Regions from separate parts of the Arachis hypogaea genome. Here region 2 is linked to region 1. Evidence: chromatin contacts called from public Hi-C data. All regions are on one chromosome and are shown on one strand. Each heading gives the region's core, a stretch centred on a gene start, on an enhancer-like site or on the middle of the called end of the contact. The rest is flanking DNA. Distances are from core to core; before and after follow the strand shown. Region 1 holds the start of LOC112722687 (squamosa promoter-binding-like protein 1). Region 2 has its middle 16 kb from the start of LOC112721838.

The links. A called contact is a pair of places that touch in the nucleus more often than the background predicts.
Region 2: a contact with region 1 is called in a Hi-C map of an unstated tissue, with 4 times the contacts expected there. The contact joins the enhancer-like site here to the promoter of LOC112722687 in region 1. A contact is called at or near these places in 4 of 8 Hi-C or Micro-C datasets (leaf and an unstated tissue).

What each region holds. Positions count from the first base shown.
Region 1 is chr11:133,336,817-133,344,646 of arahy.Tifrunner.gnm2.J5K5, forward strand. LOC112722687 (squamosa promoter-binding-like protein 1) reads right to left here and starts at 3,446. Exons shown (of 10, transcript XM_025773800.3): 1 at 2,381-3,446; 2 at 1,952-2,136; 3 at 655-1,304; 4 at 461-535; 5 at 262-369; 6 at 35-146. The coding sequence starts at 3,009.
Region 2 is chr11:133,400,866-133,408,695 of arahy.Tifrunner.gnm2.J5K5, forward strand. No RefSeq gene overlaps it. Among protein-coding and RNA genes, the nearest start is that of LOC112721838, 16 kb to the right of the region's middle. Within about 2 kb of position 5,131, at least 3 of the 3 cell types and tissues checked have open chromatin away from gene starts, as enhancers often do.

The sequences.
Region 1 (7,830 bases), core at 2,196-4,695:
GCACACATAACGCACACTCAGATGGAGAACATACCGTTATACAAAAACGCTACAGATTGTTGCACCCTTGTATATACCCAACCTGTTGTCCAGAAAGAATCATTTGAAGCAAGCTTGCTCAAGCTGGATCCGAGGTTACAGGAGAGCTGCAATATTGAAATAGTAATAAGCACGTCTAGATTTTTCTCCTTTTTTTTTTTCCTTTTCCTTTCAAATGGTATCATCCAGCAACCAACATTTGTGGTTTATAACAAACAATACCTCCTCCCATGCGGATTTCTCGAGGCGGAGATATATTGTTAACACGATACAGCCTGGCCTTATATAGCTCTCAATCTCGGTAGGACTGTGTGATAACCAATTGAGGATCTTGAAAACAAAAAGGATGCCATAAATTAAACACAGCATGAAGAAGCAGTGCAGTGCAATTGTTTGTAGCAATTTTATGAACAGAAAGTACCTGTGATCGGAGAACATGGGGAAAATCACTTGGATCCTTGCCAAAGAGTTTGAAAACTATTCGATCTGTGCGAGACTGTAAGAGGTAAAAAAAATGTCAATAAGTATAAATCCTATCATATTAAAACTATCAAAACTGGAGTTAAACATCAAGAATAAGTAGATGAACTTAAAATATAGACCTAAAGAACATACCTGAGCTTCTCCACTAGAACTAGATGGTGACTGGGTGGAGGTTGAATCTGAGTTTATACTTGTCTGTGGTGGACTTGATTTGAGAGAGTTACATTGCAACCACAAAGGATGATCAAGAGACCTAACCTCTCCCATGGGAGCAGAAGACTTCTTAGGATTCTCGGCACAATCCTGTGTATCATCATATACATTATTCAGGTCGATGTTATTTAAGTGATCCCTTCCAACACTAGTATCTGCTGCAATTAACTGGGATGGTTGGCTATCCCTCGATAGAAGTATATTTGAGGAGGGCTGGATTCCCGAAGGTTTCAAATTTGCCGCTGCACCATGACCTAAAGGTAGGCATTTTTCTGTGACAGCATTCGAAGGTGCTGCCTCACACTGTACCATAGACCTTGGAGGATCCTGCCGGATGGCACCGTTACCCGTCTTGATGGAAGAACCAGAAGGCCTTGAGGCTTCAGGACCATTAGAATTAAGATTTGGCACATTGTGCGCAGCTTCAGGTGTCCTAGAATTTACCAAACCTTGAGATCCCTCCAGCAAAGAGGCTACACTTCTTTCATTAAGTGTACCCGCCAGATTTGCCAGGTTCCCCAGTAGATGAGAGAGAATATCCTGGTTCCTCGTATTATCTGACCCGTTTGCTGCAATTTATAGAAAGCACAATCTGTGGGGTCAAATAAATATGGTAATGGTCACATCAGAATGTGGGAAGAAGAGGCATAAATATGAAGTTTCAACAGCAGAGACATATCATATTAGAACCTAAAAAAACAAGCAATTTCATTCTTTTTCAAGAAATGTTTCAGCAGAATGAAGCCTCGGGCTTTCTAGCTTTGCAATAGGAGTATGCCCAAAGTCAGAAGGAGGCACGGGCAAGTAAATAACAAGAACTATGGCACTCTTAGAAACGACAATCAAAAGAGAATCACTATCATACATTTTGATCAGATACTTGCATGTTGCAAATCATTTCAATCTGGTTCAGATGAGATGTCTAAGACCAAGTGACTAGCTCCCCTTGCCCACACAATTTTCCTACATTCTAAACTATCTTCCCTTCACTATGCAATCAAGCCATACATCTTAACCCTGGATGTTATCTATCTATAGTAGCAACCACCTCAAATACGGGTACTGTTTATAAGATTTTAGTACTTTACCGGTACACTCAAGCAATACAGGTAACTAGCTTGATCATAACTTGATCCAGTTTCACAGCACACTAACCAAACAACTAAATACAAAGGCATTCCAAGCAGAAAAAACTTTTGATGACACAAATACTCACAATGCATATTGGACAGTATCCGTAACAAACTCATCAACAGATAGCTACTACCCCTTTCACCATTCAGAGAACCTCCATTAACTCCAGCTGCATCAGGATGCGTTTTCCTCCTCCTCCTATTGTGGCCTGCCAGACGCCTACGACAACTCCGCTTCCCTTCATCAAACTCCTCAAGTGCATGAAACCTGCCATGAATTTAGCAAGTTGGCATCCAACTTCAGTACTAAAGTAAATGCCCTGGAAAATTTTCCCTTTTTTTCAATCAAAATAAGTTCTTTTGAACAACTTCCACTTAGTAGTAATCAGCTAAAGTTCTTAAAAAACTTGATACAGCACAGACACCTGACTACTCATATTATTTTGATGATCATGTAACAAATCTGAAATCTGAATCTGAAGAATTGATCAATTTTTTTCAACCAAACTAACCTGCTACACTGTTGACAAAACCGCTGCATAACATTTCCCACAAGGGCCTTGGTAGCTTTAGAATGCACATCACAAACTTTATGTCGACGGTGGTAATCCTTTGCACCACTAAGATCAACCCTACAATCTTGTACCTGACAAACTGCACGGTTAGAAGTTGTAGCAGCTGTCTCTACTACCTTTGTCTTCTTCCCACTTTTCTCATCCCCTTCCACCATGATTGGGTAAACCTGAGCTCCAAGATTCAAATTAAGAGAACTACCACCACCACCACCACCACCTCCTCCTTCATCATTCAGCTCCTCCCTTTCTTCGCCTTCACCTATTACAACAGCTCTTCTCTTCTTCTCCAACTCTCTCTTCCCTTCTTCACCAGGGTTGATTGAAGAAGAGATACTGTTAGATGCATTAATAGCATTATTATTTGCATGAATCTCAGGATTTGGTGGGAAAAATTGGCGGCTTCTACAATCTGATGGAACCGAATTGAGTTGTTGAGCAGTGAAGAGATCACCGTCCCATCTCCAATCATTCAAATCCCACTCCAAACTCCTCTTCCCAACACCTTTCATTTCTGGAACCACAGCTCCATATAAAAACTGATTCTTTCCCCCAAATCTGGCTTCCATAAATCAAAATCCAAGAAAATTAACAATACCCAGCTCAATAATTGATGCAACAAAGGGCCACAGACAAACAAAAATTCCCAATTCCAGCACCCACCTGCGGAAACCACATCAGGAAAGAACAAAATACAAAAGGGTCACAACCTAGAACATCAAAATTGGAACTTGTTTGAGCATTTTGACTCAAGCATGAAAATTTTTTACATGGGAGAAGAAAAGAGGAGAGAGAAAAGGGTGAGAAAGAAGGAAGATGGAAGTGCTGGGCTTAAAAAAGGGACAAGGATGGAAAATTAGGAGAAGATTAGGAAAGAGTCTGATATGCGTTATTGCGATTATCAAATTGAGGTTTCTGTTTCTGTTGTGCTGTGATGACTGCTCTCAGACACGGACAGTTACTGTAGCACACTATAACCCTTTTTTCCCTTTTTTTTTTTCTCCCTAATTTCTTGTAGTCAATTGTTTTTTTAATGCTTGACTAAACTATTAAAATGATATCTGAAATGACAAAAAAAATTTTAAAAGACGGTAACAATAAATAAACCTCTGCAAATTTTAGAAATATGATAAAATATATATATATATATATATATATATATATATATATTAAATATTAAATATATATTCTAAAAAATAATTTTAGAAATTAATTTTAATATAAATTTTTACAATCATAATTAAAAAATAAGATTTTTTATTCTTAAATTTTAATATTTTTTGTCAAATGAATTTTTTTTAAAAAAGAATTTATTGTGAATAATTATATTTTCTTGAGAAAAAAAAAAGAAAAAATCTAAATATCAAATTTTGTTTTAAATTATTTTTGTGTACTTTCTAAATATTTATTCAAATATTGCCATAAAAATTTAGACTTAATGAATAAGTCATTTGTTAAATATAAAAGTTTTTATCATATTTTTAAAAATTATAATATTTATTAGTTTTTTTTGTCATATTTTCAAATCATTTAGAAATTGTTTTGTTGATAAGTCGATAGCATCTTTCATAAACCTTTTTGTCAGTGATGAAATCTTTCGAATACTGAATTAATAGTTAACCTTTCATGCTTTTCCAAATATTACAAAATATATTATTATACAATATTATATAATAAATCTATTATGTAGTTTTTATTTTATTTTTTTTATATTTTATTTTACCCATTTTTAATTAGTAAAATATTTTTATGATATTTTTAAGATAAAATATATTTTTTATTTTTAAAATTTATCAAAAATTTAAAAAATATTACTAAATTTTATTGTTTCAAATTTGTTCTAAAAAATTTTTATTTACATCAATTGTATTACCTGAAACTAAATTTTCAAAAAATTTAAGACTAAGTAATAATGTTTGACCATTAAAGTTATTTTTGTAAAATTGTTAGTAAATTAGTCTTAATTTTTTTGAAAAATTAGCTACTAAAAATATATTTGATGCAAATAAAAAATTTTAAAAATAAAATTAAAATAAAATAAAATTAAAAATTTTTTTAAAAATTTTTGGTATACTTCAAAAATAAAAAATATATTTTATTCTATTTTTTTTACCAATTTTATTGACTTATTTTTTAATGTCTAATTCATCAAACACCTCGAAATGAAGTTTTAAATTTAATGTATGCAGTTTTAAATTTTATTTTGTATAAAAAATGATTGAAGAAATGAGGTTGTTTTTACTTAAGAGAGACAATTTTATTTTAGAGAGAACTAATTAAATTTTATTATTTTGTATAAATTTTAAAAGAAATTGAAATTAAATATTAAAATAATAAATATCGTATTTAGTCTCAAATTATTATTTATGATATATAATTTTATAAATACATATAAAGTATTTTATAAAAATTTAATTTTAATATACTGGCAGTGTAAAGTAGTTTTACACGTATATCTAATTATATAACGTCATATTAGTAAAAATAATTACCTTTTATATTAATCGCATAAATGGTCATCCAAAAGAACGGTAAAATTACACGATTATGTAAAACGTTTTACATTGTCAGTCCATTAAAATTAAACTTATTTATAAATTATAATATCTAAAATAAAATTGAACTGAAATCGAATATTAAAAATAATGTTTATGTTAAAAATTCCTTGTTCAAGAGACATAATTAACCAAAAAAAGCATAGGTATTTATTTTGACTTATTACTTTAATTTGGTTAGACTCTTTTGATCATCACATAAAATATGAAGTGAACTATTTGGTACCTGTGATTCCGAATATAAGAATAATATAGAAATTCTCATTGTTTTATTCTTTCTAATTCTATTTCTAATTTAAAAGTAAAAATAAAAATTGCAAAAAATTTATGATGCATTATGCAATACAGTGTCGTATTCCTTGGAACCAAAAACACATTGTCATATTCCTATATTCCTATATCCTGAGTCCTCAAATTTTCATTTTACTTCGTAGCCAAACACGGCCCTTAAAATGTCATCATATTACTACTACTTTTTTTAAGGAAGGGAATCTCTTCTGTTCTCTCTCTCCCACCAACCAAGTTTACTTCTCTCTCTATGTCTCTCTCACTGTTGTTCTATTCAAAGTTTAGAACCATTGTCAAATTTTCCGAAACCAAAATCAACCTTTGTAAATGACCATGCGGGATCTCTTGACGGTTTGATTGTGACCTTTTTTGCGTGTGAACACACTCAAATGTAAATTGGGATACTCATCAAATCATCCTCTGATCCAGTGCCAATGGGCAATGGCCTTTTTCATCTTATCTTTCTTTATTTTATTTTCCTTCCCCCTTTTTATAATTTATGTAGGTCAAAACTCAAAAGTGACTATTAATATATCTTTTGTTCAACATATAATAATAATAATAATAATAATAATAAAGATGTTGAATACTTTATTTTCATGATTAATAGTCTTGAGCTTAAGTTTTAAAAACATAAAAGGACAAAAAACGTTAATAAGCCATGGTGACCAATTATTTACACAAATCCGCCAAAGGTAAATCTGGTTCATGTATCAACCAAAGGACATCTCTATGTAATTCAAACCAACCTAGTTCGAATTACAGTTCTACATAATTCGAACCTACTCAGTTCGAATTGTTCAAGAACGAAATTCACACTAAATCGAACTAGTTGAGTTCGAACTACAAGCATACATAATTTGAACTAGGTGAGTTCGAATTACGTAGGTGCAAGCTTCCCCAAGTAATTCGAACCAAGCAGACTCGAATTACCTTCATGCACGCAATGCAATGTAATTCGAACTGAGTCAGTTCGAATTAGGCAAATTGTATTTCGAACTAGGCTGGTTCGAATTAGTGAGGACCAGACCTGTATATATATGGTGTAAACGTGAGTTGCTCTCATTAGAGGGAGTAAGATGGCTAGTGAGGAGAGTTTTGTAGTGTTGGTTCACCACAGAGGATCGATTAAGAGGAAAACTCGTTCCGGTGTGAAGTTCACTGATAAGGATCCTCTCTGTATTATCGTGAGCCCTACGACGAGCTATGATGACCTTGTTAGCTCTGTACTGCTGAAACTTGGTCTGGAAGGTGTGAAACGGGTTAAAAAGTTTTTCTATCGCATTCCAATCACGGTACTCCAGGAAACCGTGAAGTATGATTGTTTCACGATTGGGAGTGATGAGGACTTGCATGTCATGTTTCATTGTCGCCGGCAGTTTCCAGAAGTGAGGACACCAGAACTGTTGGCAAAGTTAGTTGATGTGGTATCCAGCTCGGGGGGTTCGAACCGGAATACCACCACTGTAGCCACGGTAGCCGGTTCTAGCTCCAGACCTGCCGTTGCTTCTTCCTCCGTTCCTGCGTACCAGCCACCCGTCCAGCCTGTCGCCTCCCCTTCGTTCGCTGTTGATCTCAACAGCAGTGTGGGCGACGAGGTCTATAATGGGTAGCATTGACCACTAGGCTAGCTTGCTTGTTACTAATATCTATACAAATTAAAATATATATTGATATCTTTCAGCAAATAATTTACTTCTATTTAAGTTATTTTAATTTTAATTATAAGCTCACTCATTCTTAAATTAATTTTATTTTTATTTAACAGTAATTATAACGTCACTTATTATTTTCTTTTCATAATTATATAATACCTATTAATATTATTTTTCAATAAATACTTGTAGTATATAATAGTATAATAGATATAAGCTAATTAATAAATTATTAAAATTCGAAAATAATAGTTATTTTAATATAAAATAAAATAAAAATATTTATGATAGAGTAAAATTAACAAAATACTTATTGTTTCTGTTATATATTATTTAGAATAGCTAGATACTTTTAAAATATTAGTAAAAATATGTATTTTAAATTTTTAATTATAAATTTTTTACTATATTTTATTTTTTATTTATATAGAACCGGGTCAATCGGTTCAACCAGTGACCCACCGGTTGAACCAATGACCCAGTGACCCAGTAACCTGACCGGTTCGATCACCGGTTCGGTTCTGATAACTATGCCTGTAACATGTCTATCCTCAGTCTCCACATCTGAACTTTAGGTCCCTTCTTGCTAACCGGAAGGGTTGTAACCTGACCACCTGCATCTCACATGGGTGTTATGGCTAATTAAAAGTGTGACAGATTTGTAATACATGACAAGCGTACATGGAATTCACTATTTTAACTTGAAATAGAAAGGTCTGAGTAGGGTACCTCGAAGCCAACGGCCAGCTGCACGTATCATACCCGGCAGGCCTAAACCTAGGAAAGCGCCAAAAGATCCAGGACTGAAGTAGCTGAAGTGAGCCTGCTAACTTCACCACATGTCTGTTCGCCACTCGACACATGCACCAGTACAACTATGCCAGTGCTGCAG
Region 2 (7,830 bases), core at 3,881-6,380, 66 kb after region 1:
AAAAACTATGTTATTATTATTAGGGTAAAAAGCCTAAATAAGCCAAGGAGAGAATAAATTTACATGATTAAGCCAAATCGAATTTAGCTTTATCAATTAACCAAAACACAATAATATGTAGTTCGAATCAGCTAAGTTCGAACTCTATTTCTATATAATTTGAATCATGCTGATTCGAATTGTGAGGAGTCACCCAAAACATGTAATTTGAATTCACCTTGTTCGAATTACACAGTAACAGTAATTCGAACCAGGCTTATTCGATTTACTCCTCAATTCCAATTCCTATGTAATTCGAAAGAGGCTGATTCGAATTACACATTGTACAATTCGAATTAGACTAGTTCGAATTAGTGAAGACCAGACATGTATATATATGGTGTGAACGTGAGTTGCTCTCATTAGAGGGGGAAAATGGCTAGTGAGGAGAGTTTTGTAGCGTTGGTTCACCACAGAAGTTCGATTAAGAGAAAAACTCGTTCCGGTGTGAAGTTCACTGATAAGGATCTTCTCAGTATTTTTGTGAGGCCTACGACGAGCTATGATGACCTTGTTAACTCTGTACTGGTGAAACTTGGTCTGGAAGGTGTGAAACGGGTTAAGAAGTTTTTCTATCTCATTCCAATCACGGTGCTCCAAGAAACTATGAAGTATGATTGTTTCACGATCGGGAGTGATGAGGACTTACAGGTCATGTTTCACTGTCGCCGGCAGTTTCCCGAAGTGAGGACACCAGAGCTGTTGGCAAAGTTGGTTGATGTGGTATCCAGCTCGGGGGGTTCGAACCGGAATACCCCCACCTTAGGGACGGTAGCCGGTTCTAGCTCCAGACCTGCCGTTGTTTCTTCCTCCGTCCCTGTGTACGAGCCACCCGTCCAGCCTGTCGCCTCCCCTTCGTTCGCTGTTGATCTCAACGGCAGCGTAGGCGACGAGGTTGGAACCGGAAAATTTCTGTCGACCTCTTTACAGTGTGTTGCACCGGCTGGGGCTGGAGATGGATTGTTGGATGATCCAGAGGACGATGATGTGGAGCCGGATATGATTGCTGATGACAGTGGCGATGATATTGGAGCGAGTGAGCCTGCAGGGGCGGGAGGTAGTTCTAGCTCTGGCACACAGTAGTACCCTCCACATGTTATAGCTAATTAAAAGTGTGACAAAATTGTATTACATTACAAGCGTACATGGAATTAATTAATTTAACTTGAAATAGAAGAGTCCGAGAATGGTACCTCGAGACCAACGGCCAGCTGCACGTATCATACCCAGCAGGCCTAAACCTAGGAAAGCGCCAAAAGATCCAAGACTGAAGTATCTGTAATGGGCCAGCTAACTTCACCACGTGTCTGTTGGACAGTCGACACATGCACCGGTACAGCCATGCTAGTGCTGCAGATCCCCAGCTATAGGCACCCATCTCCTCAAGCCTAGCCACGTAGGGTAGCCATCTGATGTGAATACGGTTGCTGGACTTGTCGGCAAACAGCTGAGTGCCCAACAACATCATGATATAGACACGAGCAAAGCGCCGCACAGTCTCCTCATCAGCTCTCGCGGGGCACTCTCCAAAAGTCTCCTGGAACCAGGTGTAGTTTACTGCGAACTTCTGAACCTGACTCGGAGGAGGAATCACTCCAAGCAACTCCTGGAACCATACCCAAGCTGGACGGCCACCTTGGATGTATATCTGGAAATCTGTAAGGCAACCACTGACATAGCGCTCGTCCACTGGCAACCCCAACTAGTACGCCACGTCCTGAAGTGTGATCGTGCACTCTCCAAACGGCATGTGGAAGGTGTGCGTCTCCGGACGCCACCGCTCGACGAAGGCACTGACAAGGGGCTCATCTAACTGGAACCATCTATCATTCAGCCTCGCAAGATGGTATAATCCGGGCATCTGCAAGTACGGAACATACCGTTCATCGAGTCGCATGCCCTACTGCCGCCGCATGCTCGAGATGCATCGCTGGGGCTGCGCATTACATGGACCGCATTATTAGAACCACTTAGAAAACCACTAACAAAAATAACTAGCACCAGAAACCACTTATGAAAACCACTAACAGAATCTACATGCAAAACCAATATAATAAACCACTAGCAAAATCACATGCTTAAACCGCTAACATAAACCACATACAAATCCACTTATGAAAACCACATGCAAAACCAATATCATAAACCGCATACAAAACCACATAATAAACCACTTCCAATATCACCAAAATAAACCGCCAAAATAAATCATCAACAAAACCGCATACAAACCACTAACAAAAACCACTAATAAAAACCACTAACATAAACTGCTAACAAAACCACATGCTTAAACCGCTAACATAAACCACATATAAATCCACTTACGAAAACCACATGCAAAACCGCTATCATAACCACATACAAAACCACATAATAGACCACTTCCAATACCACCAAAATAAACCGCCAGAATAAACCATCAACAAAACCGCATACAAAATCACTAACAAAAACCACTAATAAAAACCACTAACATAAACCGCCAACAAAACCACATGCAAAATCTCTAAAATAAACCACTTGCAATACCACTAGGATAAACCACTAAAATAAACCGCCACTAAAACCACATGCAAAACCACTAACTCAGATAAACCACTGGCACAAAGTTTTCTATCTACTAACCTCGTCGTTGATGACCCCGGCTATATGAGCAACTCCGTCCAACCGATATAGCCTTTTCGGATCGTCCCCCATCAGCTGAGTATTCTGCTCGAGTATTTGTCGGATCGAATATGGGTCATTTTCTCTGGAATTTGGTGGGGTTTGAGGATGGAAAAGTGATTCGAATGAGGGGAATTCGAACTCCTTATATAGCCGAATCCAGTGTAATTCGAATAAGCCCCATTCGAATTACTATTTGAGGCAAATTGTGAGTAATTCGAACCAACCTAGTTCGAATTATACTTCTTTGTAATTCGAATCATGTAGATTCGAATTAGCTTGGGCTCGTGTTCCTTTATAATTCGAGTTATATTGATTCGAATTATGTGTTAATGTAATTCGAACCCAGCTGTTTCGAATTACATAGTAATCTGGTTTGGCTGATTCATGAAGCTATTTTCAGTTTGGCTGATTCGTGTAATTTGTTTCTTCCCTTGGCTTAATTGTATCTTTTACCCTAAAGTTAAGATCTCAACCATGACATATGTTAGAAAAGGTGGATGGGGTTGGCCAGAAACCTTAGAGAATACATGTTATTTTCTAAAAATTGAATTTAAGATAGAATAAACTATTATTTTTATCCATAAAAATTGAAAATGCTAACATATCTATTCATAAAAGAAGGTAATTACCATTTGTAGTTTTGTACTCATGAAACATAAATTTTTGCTAACAAACTTATCCAAATCCAAAAAAATTATTTAAAATTCCTAAATTATCCTTTAATATAATCCATCTCTAACTTCTCCTCTTACTCCACACAACCACTTTTCCAATTCCAAACCTTACTACCACTGAAACTCTTCCTCATCACCACCCTAACTACCACCATCACTCAAAATACCTCCGTGCCTCCGACGAACGTTCCAGAAACAACGACACCAACCTGCCGCCTCTAGTCTTCCCTCGCTCTGTATCTCCCTACGTTTCTTGTCAAATTATTTCAACCAAATACAGAACAAGTACAAACTTCAACCATGTCTTGTTGTAACTCCAAGAAAAGAAAGAGACATACTTGGATTTAGGGTAAAGTCCTTCCATTGAAGGGGTAGCAGATATGACAGTCATAGGATATAGATCCCAATCCATTTCCACATTTGGGAACAAACCTAATAACTTCGAATACGCATCACACTTCTCCGCCACCCCAACCAACCAAACCTTCCCTCTACTTCTACCACCACCACCACCACCGAGTCAAGATTGCAGAGGAAGATAGGGGCGGGTAGCATGTTCTTGAGAAGATTCTAGAAGAAGGCGGAGGGTTAGGAGGCTGAAGATTGAAAGAACGAAGTGTTTGAGCTCAACTTTCAGAAACGAGGTCGTTCCTTGATTGAACTGAGGGTTTTGGTAATTGTGGATTTGCATCAAGTGGAAGGTATCCGGGTGGTGCCGTTAGTTCTCCTGGAAGCGTTTTATGGTTGCCATGAGGGAGTTCGACACCGGAGGTCCGTCGTCGTCAGTAGTGGAGGAGGTCGATGAGGATTTGGAGGAGGGGAGGCGATCGAGGGACACGCCGACGGAGAGTTCTAGGGCGCGCAGCTGGAGGCGCGGGGAGACAGTTACTGCTGCGGCTACGGCAGTGACGGCAGTGCGCGATTGGGTGATTACGTCGCGGAGGGAGGAGGAAAGGAGGGCCAAGAGAGCGGAGACTGCGTGGAGGGAAGTCGTCTGGGAAGCTTGCGGATTTTGGATGGCGGCAGTGATGGTGGTAGTTGGGGATGAGAGTGGTGGTGAAGAAGAGTTTGGGTGGTGGTGGGATTTGAGATTAGAAAAGTGGTGATGAAGATAAGGGTAATTTAAGGATTTTAGATGATCTTTTAGTGTTTAGATAATTTTGTTGTTCGGAACCCATATTTTATGGGTACAAATAGTAATTTCCTTCTTTTATAAGTAGATATGTCAACGTTTTTAACTTTCATGGATAGAAATGGTAGTTCACTCTTCAAGATATGACGCTTAACTGATCGGAGCAACAACTACTTGTATTAAATTATTTTGAAAACATGATGGTGCATACTATGGTAAAGAGAAGAAATAGTAAAGAGATAAAAAAAATTAATAAATTATTAATACTTATTTAAAAAAATGTGTCATTTTATTTTTATTAATTTTTTAAAATAAATTATACATTTCTTTTCATTTTCTCCACACACAACTTTTTTATTATAGGATTGTCCTATTATGATTACAAACTCTTCACACCTCAATGGTTTTCTGATTTTTTTTTTTTTAAGTTTTTTCTTGGACAAGTTTTCGTTTCTTTCTGCTTTCCTTGGGTGAATCGGGGCCTAAGACCAAATCGTTTTCGAATTCTACAACTCGCCCAAAGTAAATACCAAAAAGAAAAAGTAGCCCAAAGTGATATTATAATTTAGGTCCAATATACTGAAGACTCAACTCTATATAAGTTGGTCCTCTAATGAAAACTAAAAGGTTGGAAATGTGAAATATCTAGTACTAGATTGTACGTAAGTCCAAAATATGAGCCCATTCAAATGCACCAAAATAATGACAAAAAATCCAAAAAAATAAACCAACTTGAATTGGCCGTCACTTCACTCGTCTTCTTAAATAATTGTTTGGAGTTGGAATTCCGCTAGGAGCAACCAAAGAAAAATTCAAAGAAAAAAAAATTAAAAATTAAAAATAAGAGACGACAAAAAAGATAAAAATAATTATGTAATTAAATGACTTATTATTAGTCACTTTATTATTATTTACCAGTTTAATTTAAAAAAAAAATTGAAGGAACTAGGAGGATACGCTCAAGTAGATTGGTATTCTTTTCACTTTTGATTCGGGTCATAAAACTGCGTTATTCATTATTTCATATAATTGGGATAATTCTCATTTTCACTATGTTTGATTGGAGAAAAAATAGTAAAAAATAAATAAATAAAAATAAAATAAATAAAAAATAATATTTTTTTATTTGGTTATCAAAGAAAATAAGAAAGAAATTTTTTTTTGTGTAAGTCTTACTAAAAAAATTTTTTTCCATCACAAAAAAAAAAAAAAAGAAAAAAATGCTATATTTTTTTGTAACTATCCTTAATTATATTATTATTAATATAAATTTAGTTTTAATATTATATTATAATAAAAATTTATATTTAAACATTATATGTATTAGATAAATAATTTAAATCAAATATATGAAATTATAATATTTTATAATAATTATAAAATCTAATAAAACATAGATAAATAAAAATATTTATACTTTATTTTATAATAAGAGTATTAATGTAATTTTATACTATTATGATTTTTTTCTCATTTTCTTTTTCTATCCAAATAAAATTTTTTTTCTATTTTCTTTTCATCTATTTTCTATTCATCTAAGCAACATATAAATAACCCTACTTTTTCTTCTATTTTCTTTCTTCTTATTTTCTTTTTTTTTTTATTTTTTTTCCTTTCATTTTCTTTCCTACATTCAAATAAAGTGTTCATGTCACAGTTCCTAATCTTTTTAAGAATATCTATTATCAATCAATAAACTGTAACGACTAATTTTTTCAATAGAGATGATCATAGGGGTGATAAATAGACATATTCCATAAGATCTTCATTTTTCAACATGTTTTTACCCCCATCTTCTTTGATTTTAACGCGCTCTTTTCCTTTTCAAAATTCAGTAAAATTAAACTGTAATACTAATAATGTCGGTGATGCTATTGACTTTAGTTATATCTTACGTAATTTCAATGGAGATTGGTTACATGGCTGTGCTGGTTTTCTTCCCCGAGCACCCATTTTTCGAAGTAAATTTTTCGCGATTTGACGGGATTTAATTCTTATTTGAAAAGCGAAATGTAGAAATATCACAAGTGAAATAGATTGCTTGGATGCTTATATCTTTGTTAATTAGGTGAAGTTGATTCAAACGGATGCTAATTGTGTTATAAATGCTCTAGCTAAGTTTGCAGCAACTAGTACTGAATGAGCCTTGAGGTCTTTTCTAGTTTTCTATAACTCAAAAATATTTTAAATAACAAATTTAATTGAGTGTATCACAAATTTTTTTTTTTTGGTGAATATGAAGAATCAAGGCTCAAGGAAGAAACAAAACTTAAAATACTCCAAGGGGAGGAAACATTAAGGGTCCTCTCAAATCATTCTCTATTCAGTTCATTAGAAGAAATGGTAGCTAATCTAAAAAGCTGAAGCTATATTTGTTAGAAAAATTATATTATGTTGTGCTAGTCAGTCCGCACAGCTGTTACACTCCCTCCAGACATGCTGGAATTTTAAACTCCAGGGTCTATTCTTCAAATTCTATATGCTAAAAAGCATGGAGTTATATGTTGGTCACTCCTGTTAATTTCTCTCTAATTCTATAATTGCTTCGGCGGAATTTGTTTCCACGATGACCCTTCACATTCCAATATTCTAGGTCATTAAAAATTCATGAAAGACTCTCCAAAACTCAGCTTGTACTACCTAGCAGTCTCCCAGTTTCACTACAAAACCTCATATGATCCTATCCATTCTCCTTCACTTGTCCTTAACAGACCCCCGCAGCCCATTACTCTTGCAAAGGTGGGGTCCATTTGTTTCTTGCTTGCAGTGTCTTGTTGGTCCCTTTCTTCTTCAGTCTCATGAGTGCTTTCCTGTTCTTTTTCAGAATCTTTGTTATCATTATTGCTGCCTTCATGCGTCTCACAAAAAGGGAGAAAAAAATTTATGGATTCCTCCACTTCTAAAGCCACCAGCAAATAACAAAAAAAACATTTGTCCACATTGATATATCCTACCAAGATTATTATGTAGATTTAGTCATTTAAGTCTAAATATGAATTGTGCTAAAGAACACTGCAATTGCTTGGAGCTGGATAAACTACATCCAGATTCTTGCCACTCTCGAACAAATTTTTGTAACAAAAGAATAGTGGTAGACAGTTGTGGCCTGCACTGCCGATACGTGCAAATCACATAATGTGGATTAGATGATCTTTTTATTTTCCAAGCTCAAATTTAATATTTAGTTTATTTTTGGAGTTAAATAGGTCGACCCAACAAACAACCAAGTTTGTTACCATAATGATCATTTAAAAACAAATGATTAGGTAGAAGAGATTTTACACAAATAGTAAGTTTGTTTGCTTTTATGCAACT